2 separate regions of the Sus scrofa genome follow, and region 1 is linked to region 2. A link is a contact called in public Hi-C data. All regions are on one chromosome and are shown on one strand. The core of a region is the stretch at or near the end of the contact, and the rest is flanking DNA. Distances in the headings are between cores, read along the strand shown.

Region 1 (5,725 bases), core at 1,178-3,677, 53 kb before region 2:
GTAACTGGAATGCTAATGCAAGGTAGTCATCAAAACTCTGAACTTCTTTTTACCTTAAATCCTCTCTCTTCCCCCAGCCTGGGCCTGCCCAGCTGGACCCCACAGTGGAGACAGGGGAGAGGGGTTGGCTTCTTCTCTCCTTTTCCACTGGGCCTCCCCAGCCAGTTGCCATGGTTACGACTCTGCCACTCTGTGGGAGCAGGCGATGAAGGGGCAGCAGCAGCTGGCGGCTGACTTCAGGCTTCCTTGCCAGGCAGATGTTAAAGTCTGCCTCTTTCTCCTGGAGCACTTTAATGCCCCTCCACAGTTTCCCCACTCAGCCTCTTTCTCCCAGTGTTCTCTCTCAAGCCCAGTCTCATTTCAAGTGGTCACCTGCAACCCCGTCCTCAGCAGCAAGCTTCAGCTAGTGGGGTCCCTCCACCCAGGACCCAAGACATGGAGCCCTGGCAGGCTCTCTGCTGGGAGACCCACCTCTGTCCTGCAGAAACTCTCATAATTCCCCCTACCTCCCCCCAAAAAAAAATTCTGGGAATGCCGGGGGTGGGGGGTGTCCCAGGAGGGTGGCAGCAGCCCCACCAGAGCAGCTAGTGGGCCCTCCTCCCACCTTCCAGATCCCCCAGGTGGGACTATTGCCCAGGCTGCCAGGCCCCAGGCTCACATGCCAGGCTCTTGGAGCAGCGCCCTCACTAGGTTTGAGGTGAGGGAGCAGCCCCCTGCGACCCTCAAGATGGGATTCCCAGCCCAGCTTTCTTCATGGAAAACCTCACAAAATCCTTCTGCCTCCTCTAGTCCTACTTGTTCAAAGCCTCAGAAGGGGCAAGAGGTTTCCAAAGTCTTGGAACAGATGTTGGCATTTCCTCTGAAAGTCTCCATAAGGTGACTTGGCATCCCACGCTGGATTTTCACATCTATGACACACATTAGTGCCCCGTAGAAAATTTAGTTGAAGGTCCTTTTACACTTATATGCATTGACTCTTTGAACGCTCATAGGTTATCTGTATAACATTTTTTTCATTTTATTTTTAAATGATTTTTATTTTTTCCAGTATAGTTAGTTTACAGTGTTCTGTCAATTTTCTACTGTACCGTGAAGTGACCCAGTCACACGTACATATATATATATACATTTTCTTTTTCTCACCTTATCTTCCATCATGCTCCATCACAAGTGACTAGATGTAGTTCCCAGGGCTATACAGCAGGATCTCATTGCTTATCTTTTTTTTTTTTTTTTTTTCATTTTAAAGATGAGGAAAACCCACCTCTGAGGACCTAAAGAGGTAAGGCTGAGGTCATCCCACCAGTCAATGATGGGGCTGGGATGCTAACCAGGTGTGTCTGGGGTTGTCTGCAATGTGCCTGCTCACCTGCCTTGAGCTCAAGGAAAGACTCTGATAACACCGAGGCCCAGTGCTTCCTTCATTCAGCACCCAGGCCCTGGGGTCACTGTAAGAGGCCACACCTTCACAGGACCCATTCTAGGACCTAGTTTCAGAGAGAAGGCTGAGAGGACCTGGAAGGATCAATAATTCTACTGATCTGGCAACAACCCCATCTCCGTGTGACTTTCGACGCAGAGGAGGTGAGTCAGGAGAGCTGACTCACCTAGTCTAACATCCAAGCCAAACACTGTGAGGAAAGAGCTCAGCTCAGCCAAGACTGCAACCGCAGGAGGACAGGAAGTCTGTGCTGGGATCCCAGCCATGTCTTTGCCTCACTGTTTTCTCCATGTGTTTGGGCCTCCTTTTCTCCATGACTTCTGTGAGCTTGGGAATGAGGCAAACTGGGACTGCAACAGGTGGTCCAGAACCACCACAGGAAGATGCTGAGAGGTGAGAGATGGAGGAACTGACTTAGCTGGTCCTTAAAGGAGGGGGAGGATATGGCATTGGCCGGCTCCCAGGATGGGCTTAGTTTGGCCTCCACTTAGGTCCAGTCGGGTGTGTGTTTCCTACACAGGACGTTAGTTAATAAGCCCGGTTCCATCCACAATGAAGTGACCACTGAACACCACAGTATAGAACACTTAATTATATGGAGAGATGTTTACAGTAATTAGTAAGTGAAGGCTGTGAAAAGCAGGAGCCTATCTTTATACAAGCAGGGTTCTTGCTGGAACAAGTGTTTCTGAGGACAAGACTAAAAGGTGCAGTCTGAGTTCTTGGCTCCGTTGATCCCTGTAGGTCCCAAGATCCCACCCTTTCAAAGAAATTTCCTGTTTATCCTCAGGCTGAGCCAAAGGCATGGGGTCACTACAGGGTCCAACATCTTCCATTTCCTAAGGTCAGAGCCACTTGCCTCCTTCTCTCCTGCATCCTCTCTCAAGGATCTGCTGGACAGTTTCTACACCCTCCAAATACAAAGGGAGCTGTCATACCCGGTACATCATTTCCCCAGACAACTGGGCCACTCCCTGGGCACCCATCTGTTGAATGATCCCTTCTGTGATTCCAGGAAGCCCCACCCATCCCATTCCCCAATTTCTGGCATCCCAGAGGGGCCAGAATGTGGTTTTTGGTACTTGCTCAATGAAGAAGACACACATACACACACATTTAATCTAAGCCAATCTACTCTGAAACAAAACCACAAACGCATATAAATATTACCTTGTTTGTTTTTACATGCAGTTAGTTCATAATGGGAATATTATTCTGCCACTAGGGGTGAGCTAAATTCCTACATTGGTCTGAAGTATTTCTCCCAGAAAACAGTCTGCAGAGGTACACCTCTGTGGCCCTACTATAAAGATGACCTTTCAATATATTGTGCAAGACAGCCTGGCTTCTCCAGGTCACAGCGCCTCAAACCTCTGCACGCTGGAAGAGGGTCTTTGCAGGACTTGTGCAACTAAAGAGCTGCAGAGACATTGCTCAGGACAAGGAGGAGAGGTCACAGGGCTAGCTTCTTACACTACGAACTCTTCTGCTTGTAGGTCCAAAGTTACAAAGTTTGGATTCTGACAGGCTTGCTGGTTCATATTTTCTCCAGCAGAAGGAAGGACTGACTGCTGCTGTTAGGTATTTATGGCTGTATATGTATGCTTAGAGAAAACTCCAGAAGGCAACACAACAAAATGTTAGAAGTCGTCATGGCCAGGGCTTGGAATTAAATATTCTTATTTTCTTTTACTGTCACCTGCGTTTCCCACAGTAAATGTTCTTTCTCTACTTTGCCACAGAAATCAAAACCATTGTCTTGAACTGCCTCAAAGTCCTGTTGCCTTCTACCCACCCCATGTCTATACCCACCTCTGTGTCCATATTCGTCCTTCCCTCCAACCCTCCAAACCAGAGCCCAAGGCAGACTCTCCTTCTGTGTCCTTACTGCCTCTTACTGTGTTCTTACTGTCCCCAATATGTAAAATTGGTCTATTAATACACTGCAGACATGTCATCAATAGCCATACCCCAAATAAACAAAAAGTACTCAGTAAATAATAATGATGATAGTTGTTTTGACGCTTGGTACCTCAGTTTACCTCATCTGTAAAACGGGGCAATCATAGTACCTACCTCATAGGCTTGTTGTGAGGATTAAATGAGTTAAATTTATGGTTAGCACTTAGAAGAGCCCCTGTACCTAGTAGGTGCTCTGTAGTGTTTGCTAGTGTTAGTATCACCAGTACTAATTAGTACTGTTAGTACTTGTGTATTCCTCCATTTCTGCCAAAACTTTGACTCCTTCGTTATCTCTCCCCCCGCCCTTTTTTTTTGTCTTTTTGCCTTTTCTAGGGCCGCTCCTGCGGCATATGGAGGTTCCCAGGCTAGGGGTCAAATTAGAGCTGCAGCTGCTGGCATACACCAGAGCCACAGCAACGTGGGATCCAAGCCGAGTCTGCAACCTACGCCACAGCTCACGGCAACACCGGATCCTTAACCCACTGAGCAAGGGCAGAGATCAAACCTGCAACCTCATGGTTCCGAGTCGGATTTGTTAACCTCTGCGCCAAGATGAGAACTCTGTCTCTCCCATATTTTAAGCCACTCTCTGTCCTCAGATTCCTTCCCCTAGTTTATTCAGAGTCATCTATGTTCCCACCCCAAATCCACCCTGAAATTGCTGACCTATCTCTGTCCACCCTTCAGGTCCAGGCATCTGAAGAAAGCGGGTTTGGAGATTCAGTCTTCCACACTGGCTCACAGTCCGTTTCCCCATTGCTCCGTGACCTGGTGCAATTGGACCCTGCCCTTTACTTTCCTGGTGAAACTCCTCCAGCAAAGACAAATGACCTTCCTTGTCCAAACTCAAAAGACCCTAGTCAGTTTCTACCCTTCTGGACTTTTCTTCCTTATCCACTGAACTGTCTTCCCTGAAACTTTTCTCCTTGTGGCTCCTGTTCTCCTTCTCTGGACTCAGCTTCCTTGCCTGGGTTCTTTCCACTTTGTCCTTAAACACTGATGCTCCCCAGGGTTGATCTGCCACTGCCGCTGCCCCAGCAGCCCCAGCGAAGCGCATGCACTGCCACGTGACTCATCCTCTTTCTCCTGTAACAAACAAGTCGGCACTTCCAGCTCCAGCATCTCCCCTAAGCTGTAGACCCATATATCTTAGCACAAGCTGGATACTTACACCTGGAGGTCTCACATCACCATCTGAAATGACACTCATCATCACCTTAAACCTATGTGTCCTTCAGGGTTCCTACTTAAACAGGTAAAATATTAGGCGGTGACTCCACCATCACCATCCTCCAGTAGAGGCTCAGAAAACCTCCCCAGCTTCTCCCTCTAATCATGCCTCCACAAGCATAGCTCATTTTCCCAGCTTTTCTCAAGCTTGTCTACATCTCTCCACAGTCCATGTCTGAAACAGGCAGTAGAAGCATGGCCTCAATCTCTCTACCCATCCTCCTCCTAACCTTCTTCCTTCCACATTCCCCTCTGTTTATTCAGTCAGTTATTCAGTCAGTCAACAAACACAGGTTGAACATCTACACTCTGCTAGGCCTTAGGAATATAGAAAGGAAAAAAGACCGTGCCCCTGAGGGAGCTCAGGACTTAGTGCAAGTGGCCATCACCAACCCCAGTGTCATGAAAGATGGACACACAAGGAGTTCAAGAGTCCTTCTGTCTGAACTGAGTTATGTAGGTGTGGATTATAACATTTTTACTGTAATATTGCAAATAAAAGACATCAACACATCTAACATCTAGGCACCTAACACCTAGCTTTATGAAATTCTGATACTTATCTTTCCCCTGTGTGTTTATACTGCACTATATACATATATATATATACACACCATATATAATAACCATGTTTTCAAACTTCTTGTAAAATGTATCATACTCTACATGTCATTTTATAAGTTATTATTTTCTCAACATGATGTTTTTGAGATTTTTCCATATTTATATATGTACATTTTCACTGCTCTGTAGTATTCCATTTATTTATTCCTTCTCATGGTGGTGAATATGTAGATGATTTCTAGTCTTTCCCCAATATAAGCAGTGTTGTAATGGATTCCTATACACGTCTTGCCCTGTCTCCTTGTGCACATGTGAGGATTTCTCTAGAAGTTGATTGCAGGGTTGAAGGACCTGCACACCTGAAGTTTATCAGACACGACCAAACAGACCTTCGAAGTGATCGTACCAGTTATTCTCCTACCAGCAGCCTATGAGTTTGTCTCCACACCCTTGTATTCACTGGGTAGTGTGCCCTCCACCCCTTTTTTATTCTCTGGCCACGCCTGCGGCATGTGGCAGTTCCCAGGC
Region 2 (5,533 bases), core at 815-3,314:
AGGCTCGGCATGACGCGAACGGGACAGCTGAGGAGGCGGGAGGGAGGAGGGGGCAGGAGAGGGAGGAGGGAGACGGGAGGAGGGCCGGGTCGGGGGCGGTACGGCGGGAGGGGGCCGGGGCCAGGGCCCGAGCAGTGCGGCGAGGGGCTCGTCGAGCGGCCGCGGAGTCGGCGCCGGGCCGGGCGGGGCAGGAGGAGCGGCCGGGAGGAGCGCGGGCGTGCGGGCGCTGACCCGGGCCGTACGCGACTCTAGTGCCCCGGGCGCCGGCTCTGGCCCGTTTTATGCCCCGCGCCCGGCGCCCCGGCCGGGGGCCTCCTCCTCAGCAAACGGGGCGGCGGCGGCGGCTCGGCGAGGGGCCGGGCTGAGCCCGGGGGGTCCGGCCCAGCAACAGCGGCCCGGATCGCGAGTGGGGGAGGGGAGGGAGGGGCTGGGACCGGGCAGGGGAGGAGGGAGGGGCTGTAGGGGAAGGGGGAGCGGAGGGGGGAGGGGGAGCGGAGGGGGATGGGAGGGGAGGGACCAGGGGGCGCGAAGAGGGGAGGAGAGGCGGGTCTGCACCCCCCTTCGCTGCCGGCGGCCACAGGGCGGCTGGACCAGGAGGTGCGTGTCCGGCCCAGGATGGGAGTCCCAGGCCAGGGAGGGGCAGAGACTGGGCCTGAGGCCTGGGCCGGCCACTGAGCTAGGACTTAGTTCCTGCTGGAAGGATGAAGAATTGTCTTTAAGGATGACAACGTGCAGGAAAGGCCTGTCAACTCATCTTACCCTGCCTCTGGGCCCACAACACCTCTCAAACCCACACCACCCTCCCTGCCCAGCCCATGTCCCTATCTCTTCTCTGACATCTTTTCTGTTGCACTGTTCCCCAGGATGGGGACTTAGCCAGAAACAGACTGTGTCCCCTTTCTGTCTGGTGACAGTGTTTCTCTCCCTCCTGTTACCTGTGCCCAAGCCCACCCAACCATCACTGTCTCCAGCCTGACATGCTCTCTCAGTCTCTTTCATCACCCAGGGGACCCTCTGGCTCTCCACCCCACCCACAACCTCTATTGTCTTGGTTTTCTGATCATGACAGCCTCCCAGCCCCCTCCTACCCCCACACTCCCACCGCCCTCCCAACCATCCCAGCACCCTCCTTCCTAATCTTGGGAGGCATCTCGTCTGGCTGAACTGGAGAATTCCGGGATCTAGGCCATACTCCTTAGCAGACAGCCCCATCCTTGGGAGGAGGAGCAGGAGACAGCCTAAGGAAGAACGGGGAGGGGGCATGAGAACAAGGTCAGGCCAGGAGGCCCCCGAGGACAGACTATGGGGAGATTGGGACGGAGGGGAAAGCAAAGGAACTAGAGCCAGGGCCAAAGGAAGAGGGGGGCCAGTGGGAGGTATTTGCGGGGGAGGCTCAGCAGCTGTCTTTCCTAAGACAGGGACACATGGGCCTGGTTATTCCTCTTGTCACATGTGGAGTGGTAGGAGATGGAAGAGGGAGAAAGGGCAGGCAAAGGAGGGCACCAGCACAGAGATAAGCAGGCTTAGCCGTTGGAGCCACTGAGCTCCAGCAGAGGGGCACCTGAGCCCAGCTTAATCCAGCCCACAAACCCCTCACCTTGACATCCTCTCAGACCGTCCAAACTCCTCCTGATAACACTGACCCCTGACAGGGTCTTCTCTAATACAGGCAATACCACATTCCCACTTATAATGGAGGAATAAGATGTGACCCCCCCCCCAGGAGAGTTATCAGAGAGAAAAGCAGGAATGCTAGAGCCCTACTAGATTTTAACAGCAGGTGTGGTGTCCAGGGAAAAGAAATTTGGACAGCAAGGAACTGAAAGACCCACCAGTCTAAAACCAGACCTCTGTGCCTCTTCCTCAGGGACAAAAATGTCCTGCCAGATTCCTCCTGGAAAAAAAAAACCTGTTTCCCTTCCATCTCCTCCTCCAGCCAGGTCCCAGATTTCCCATCTCCTAGGAAAAGACAGACCCCCCTTTTCAAATCCTCCATGTGCTGTGCGTGGGTGGAGGAGCTGGGCTCTGCTGGTGGACCATGGTCCAGGAGGGGGCTCCAAGTCCTGCGCTGGTGGGAGGAGAAGGCGTCACTTCCGGGGGCCATCGCCAGTGTCTGGTGCTCCCTGCTCTGATTGGGCAGAAGTGGCCTGGGCAAGCGTGTGACCCTACTGCCCTGGAGGGGCTGTGCCCCAACGCCACCTGTCTTCCTACCCATCCGCTCCCGAGAGGGCTGCCCACTCTGCACCTGAGTCCTGGAGCCCTTCTCCACCCGGTGAGTGGCAAGCAAGATTTGGAGTTAAGCGAGAGTAGGAAGGACAGGAGAGAGGAATTGGGCTCTCTGCTGGGGGAGGGGCAGGCAAACTGGAACCTACATGCACTGACCTTTGTCGAGAAGCGTGTAGCCTTCCCAGAATGGGAGGAGCAGGCCAGAGCAGGGTAGGGGGTGGGGTGCTGGTTCTGAGGGAGTGATCACAGACTTGGTGACCACAGACTTGCTGTAGCACAGTCCTGGCTGGCCCAAAGGAAAGGGGACATGGGCCCAGGGAGGAAATAAGAAAGGAGGTACCTTTCGCGCCTAAGGAACACAGCCCCAAGCTGCACACAGCCTCTATCCCTATTCTCACCCAGTCACGCCTAGGTAGCTTATGGGGTTCAGAATCCTGGGGGCTGGGGAAGCTGGGCCAGGCAAGCCAGGAGAGGGTAATGAGAGGAGGGCTCCTGCATGTTGACAGACCTACAGGAAATCCCAATATTGAATCAGGTGCAGCCCTCTTTGCACAACTTGTGAAAGGAGGAGGAAGCCATGTGGGGGGTCTTGCAAAGGAACCGGAAGGGGTCTGCGGAGGGGGCAGGGAGGAAGGTGGGGGCTATAAGAGATATGTGGGTGTCTAAGGTGGGGTAAGCCCTGTGAGGCGGACATCACCTCACCCAGCAAGTGCTCATTCCTGGGCAACCGGCTTCAGGAAGGAAGTTCCAGGACTGTTGGCCCATCCCTTCACCTTGGATAACTATTTCAGACCTTAGAGTGTGAAGAAAAATTCCAAGAGGCTTTATGTGTTGGGGTAAAGAGAAAAAGAAAGAAATTTCTCCCTGCACCACCTTCTCCTAATCTCAAGGTTGAGATCTTTTAATCACTGACCTCCAGTAATCCAGTTTGTTTTGTTTTGGCTTGTCATAGTTTGTCATCGTTGTCATCATGCAGTGGCTTGATATGAGATCTCAGTTCCCAGACCAGAGATTGAACCTAACCCTGGTCTGGGAACTGAATCCTAATCACTAGACCACCAGGGAACTCCCTTTTTTGTTTAAGTCCAGTTTTACTTTTTGCAATTCCCCACCTCAATCCCACTACCCAAGCTACCCCTGAGCACATTGTGCGTGTTTGCTAGGTCCCCACCCTGGCCCTTTATGCCATTTCTATATCGTGTTTCCAGTCTCCATGCTTGTGCCACAGTATTTCCATTCTCTACCCCCATCCGAGATTTTTCTCCAACCAGATAACAGGGGTTGCTCAGGCCAATTAAGATGTGTGTGTACATATCCTGTCCCATTCCCCCCCCCCCGCCCCCACTCTCAGTAGGTGGCAGGGGCACCAGACTTCCCTCAATTATATTGAGGAACCCTGACAGACCAGAGACACCATACACTACAATCACAAGAAGACAGGGGAGCAGTCTGAGCTTTAGCAGTTCTAGGCTGGTCAGCATCTCACACCCCCAGCACCTGTTCCCCCATCCAGGCAGAGTCTTTTCCTTGAATCTAGATTAAATGTTCCTTATTCCTGTCACTTGCAGGATAGATTCTACACCCTCTTCCTCACCCCACTTGTGCTCCACCCACTCTGCCCAGAAGTACAAGAGCCCAAGCCGCCTCCATGGCCCCAGGAAGGATTCAGGGGAAAGGCCCCATACAGGGAGCCATTCCAACAAGACAGCCTGGCCAGAATGGAGCTGACTGGTAAGAGGAGTTCCCTTCATGGCTCAGTGGTTAACAAATCTGACTAGCATCCATGAGGACGCAGGTTCGATCCCTGGCCTCCCTCAGTGGGTTAAGGATCCAGTGTTGCTCTGAGCTGTGGTGTAGGTCGCAGACGTGACTTGGATCCTGCATTGCTGTGGCTCTGGAATAAGCCAGCAGCTGCAGCTCCGATTAGACCCCTAGCCTGGGAACCTCCATAGGCCTCCAAACACCCTTGAGAGGCTTAGGGCCAAATGGGAAGTTGGTCAAGGGGGAAGAGAAAGGAGATGTGCTGCAGTGGGTGGAGTGGGGGTGGGGGTGCGAGGACACCCAATCTCCCAGGGATAGGGCCTTTGAGTGGGAGGTTCCCTGGATTTCAGGTCTGGGTCCTAAAGGGGAATTCCTGGACCACCGCCCAACAAATGATTTCTTCCTTATCCACCCCTTTCAACCTCACCTCCTCATCTAAGAATTGCTCCTCGTGGTCATGCTTCTCCTAACTCCAAGACTAACTCTGTCCAGCCCGGCTCCTCCTGCCTGTGACCCCCGACTCCTAAATAAACTGCTTCGTGACTCCCATGTCCTTCACGGCAGACTGGTGAGAATCCCCGAGCACTCTCCCCTCTATCCACCTAACCGGTGAGATACCCTCCCTCCCATCACTTCCTCTCACTCCCTGATTCAGTTTCTACTCTTCCAATATCGTCTTGGGTAAGATCACCACCTCCCGATCATGACCTCTTGACAAGGATTATGGCTGGCAATCAAACCCTCTTTTGAAAGCTCCAGTCTGGCCATATTACTCATGGGAGCCTATCCTGGTCATTGGGCCACCATACCCTCCTTTCCTTCAGCACCCTCTCCACCACCTTCCCGCCAATCTTTTTCAACAGAGCCAGTGCCCAGACATTAACCCTTTGTCCACACCTGTCCTGCTGCCTGCTGTGGACTTCACCTTGGGAGAATGGAAAACCCAGACGGTAAGAAAGCCATCTTTTCCTTTGGTCTCCCTAATCCCATCTTCATCTATTTCCTACTGCTTCCCATAGATTCTTCAACATTCCTGAGCTCCCTAAAAAGATCTCACCTTCAGCTTGGCCACCCTAACCCAATCTACATTCTGCTATGGGGATATCCTCTGGACAAGATAATGGTTTGTGGTCCAGTATGTTAAACAGAGTCAAAGCTGACCACGATGAACAGCTGGATAGAAGTCTCTCATGGCTATCCCTTTGATCTATTTCCATTCAGTCTTAAGTCAGCATGAAGAAGCAAGACTGATTTGTCATCCTCAGATGACACAAAACTGGGAAGCACAGCCAAAATAACAAAAAGTAGAATTAAGGAGCAAATTGCTAAAAAGCTAGGTCAAAAACAGGTGAAATTTAACAGAGATGTATGTAAAATTCTACATGTGTAAAGTAATTGAATAAAGTCTTATTTCACTTTCAGGCCATAGTGCCACTGCTTCCCTTGTATAAACTTCTAGCCCTAGTACTTACTATGAAAAAGATCTGGGAGGGCTGGATTGACGCCACACTTAGCCTTATAACATTACTGAAGCAGCTGCCTTAGA

What was found. Hi-C and Micro-C count contacts between places; a contact is called where the count stands out from the background.
Region 1: a contact with region 2 is called in a Hi-C map of skeletal muscle, with 2.0 times the contacts expected there. The contact joins the promoter of LINC02054 here to the promoter of CHRD in region 2. A contact is called at or near these places in 1 of 5 promoter capture datasets (liver), 6 of 47 Hi-C or Micro-C datasets (embryonic fibroblasts, epiblast stem cells, liver and 2 more) and 1 of 2 datasets of contacts at active chromatin or transcription factors (alveolar macrophages).

The regions. Positions count from the first base shown.
Region 1 is chr13:122,316,690-122,322,414 of Sscrofa11.1, reverse strand. It overlaps LINC02054, which reads right to left and starts at 2,427. Exons shown (of 6, transcript XM_021069819.1): 1 at 2,380-2,427; 2 at 1,816-1,953; 3 at 1,781-1,814; 4 at 1,608-1,778. The coding sequence starts at 2,427.
Region 2 is chr13:122,263,163-122,268,695 of Sscrofa11.1, reverse strand. CHRD (chordin) reads right to left here and starts at 2,064. Exons shown (of 23, transcript XM_021069960.1): 1 at 1-2,064. The coding sequence starts at 11. THPO (thrombopoietin) reads left to right here and starts at 836. Exons shown (of 6, transcript XM_005670050.3): 1 at 836-2,272; 2 at 3,795-3,957; 3 at 4,428-4,555; 4 at 4,851-4,937. The coding sequence starts at 2,039.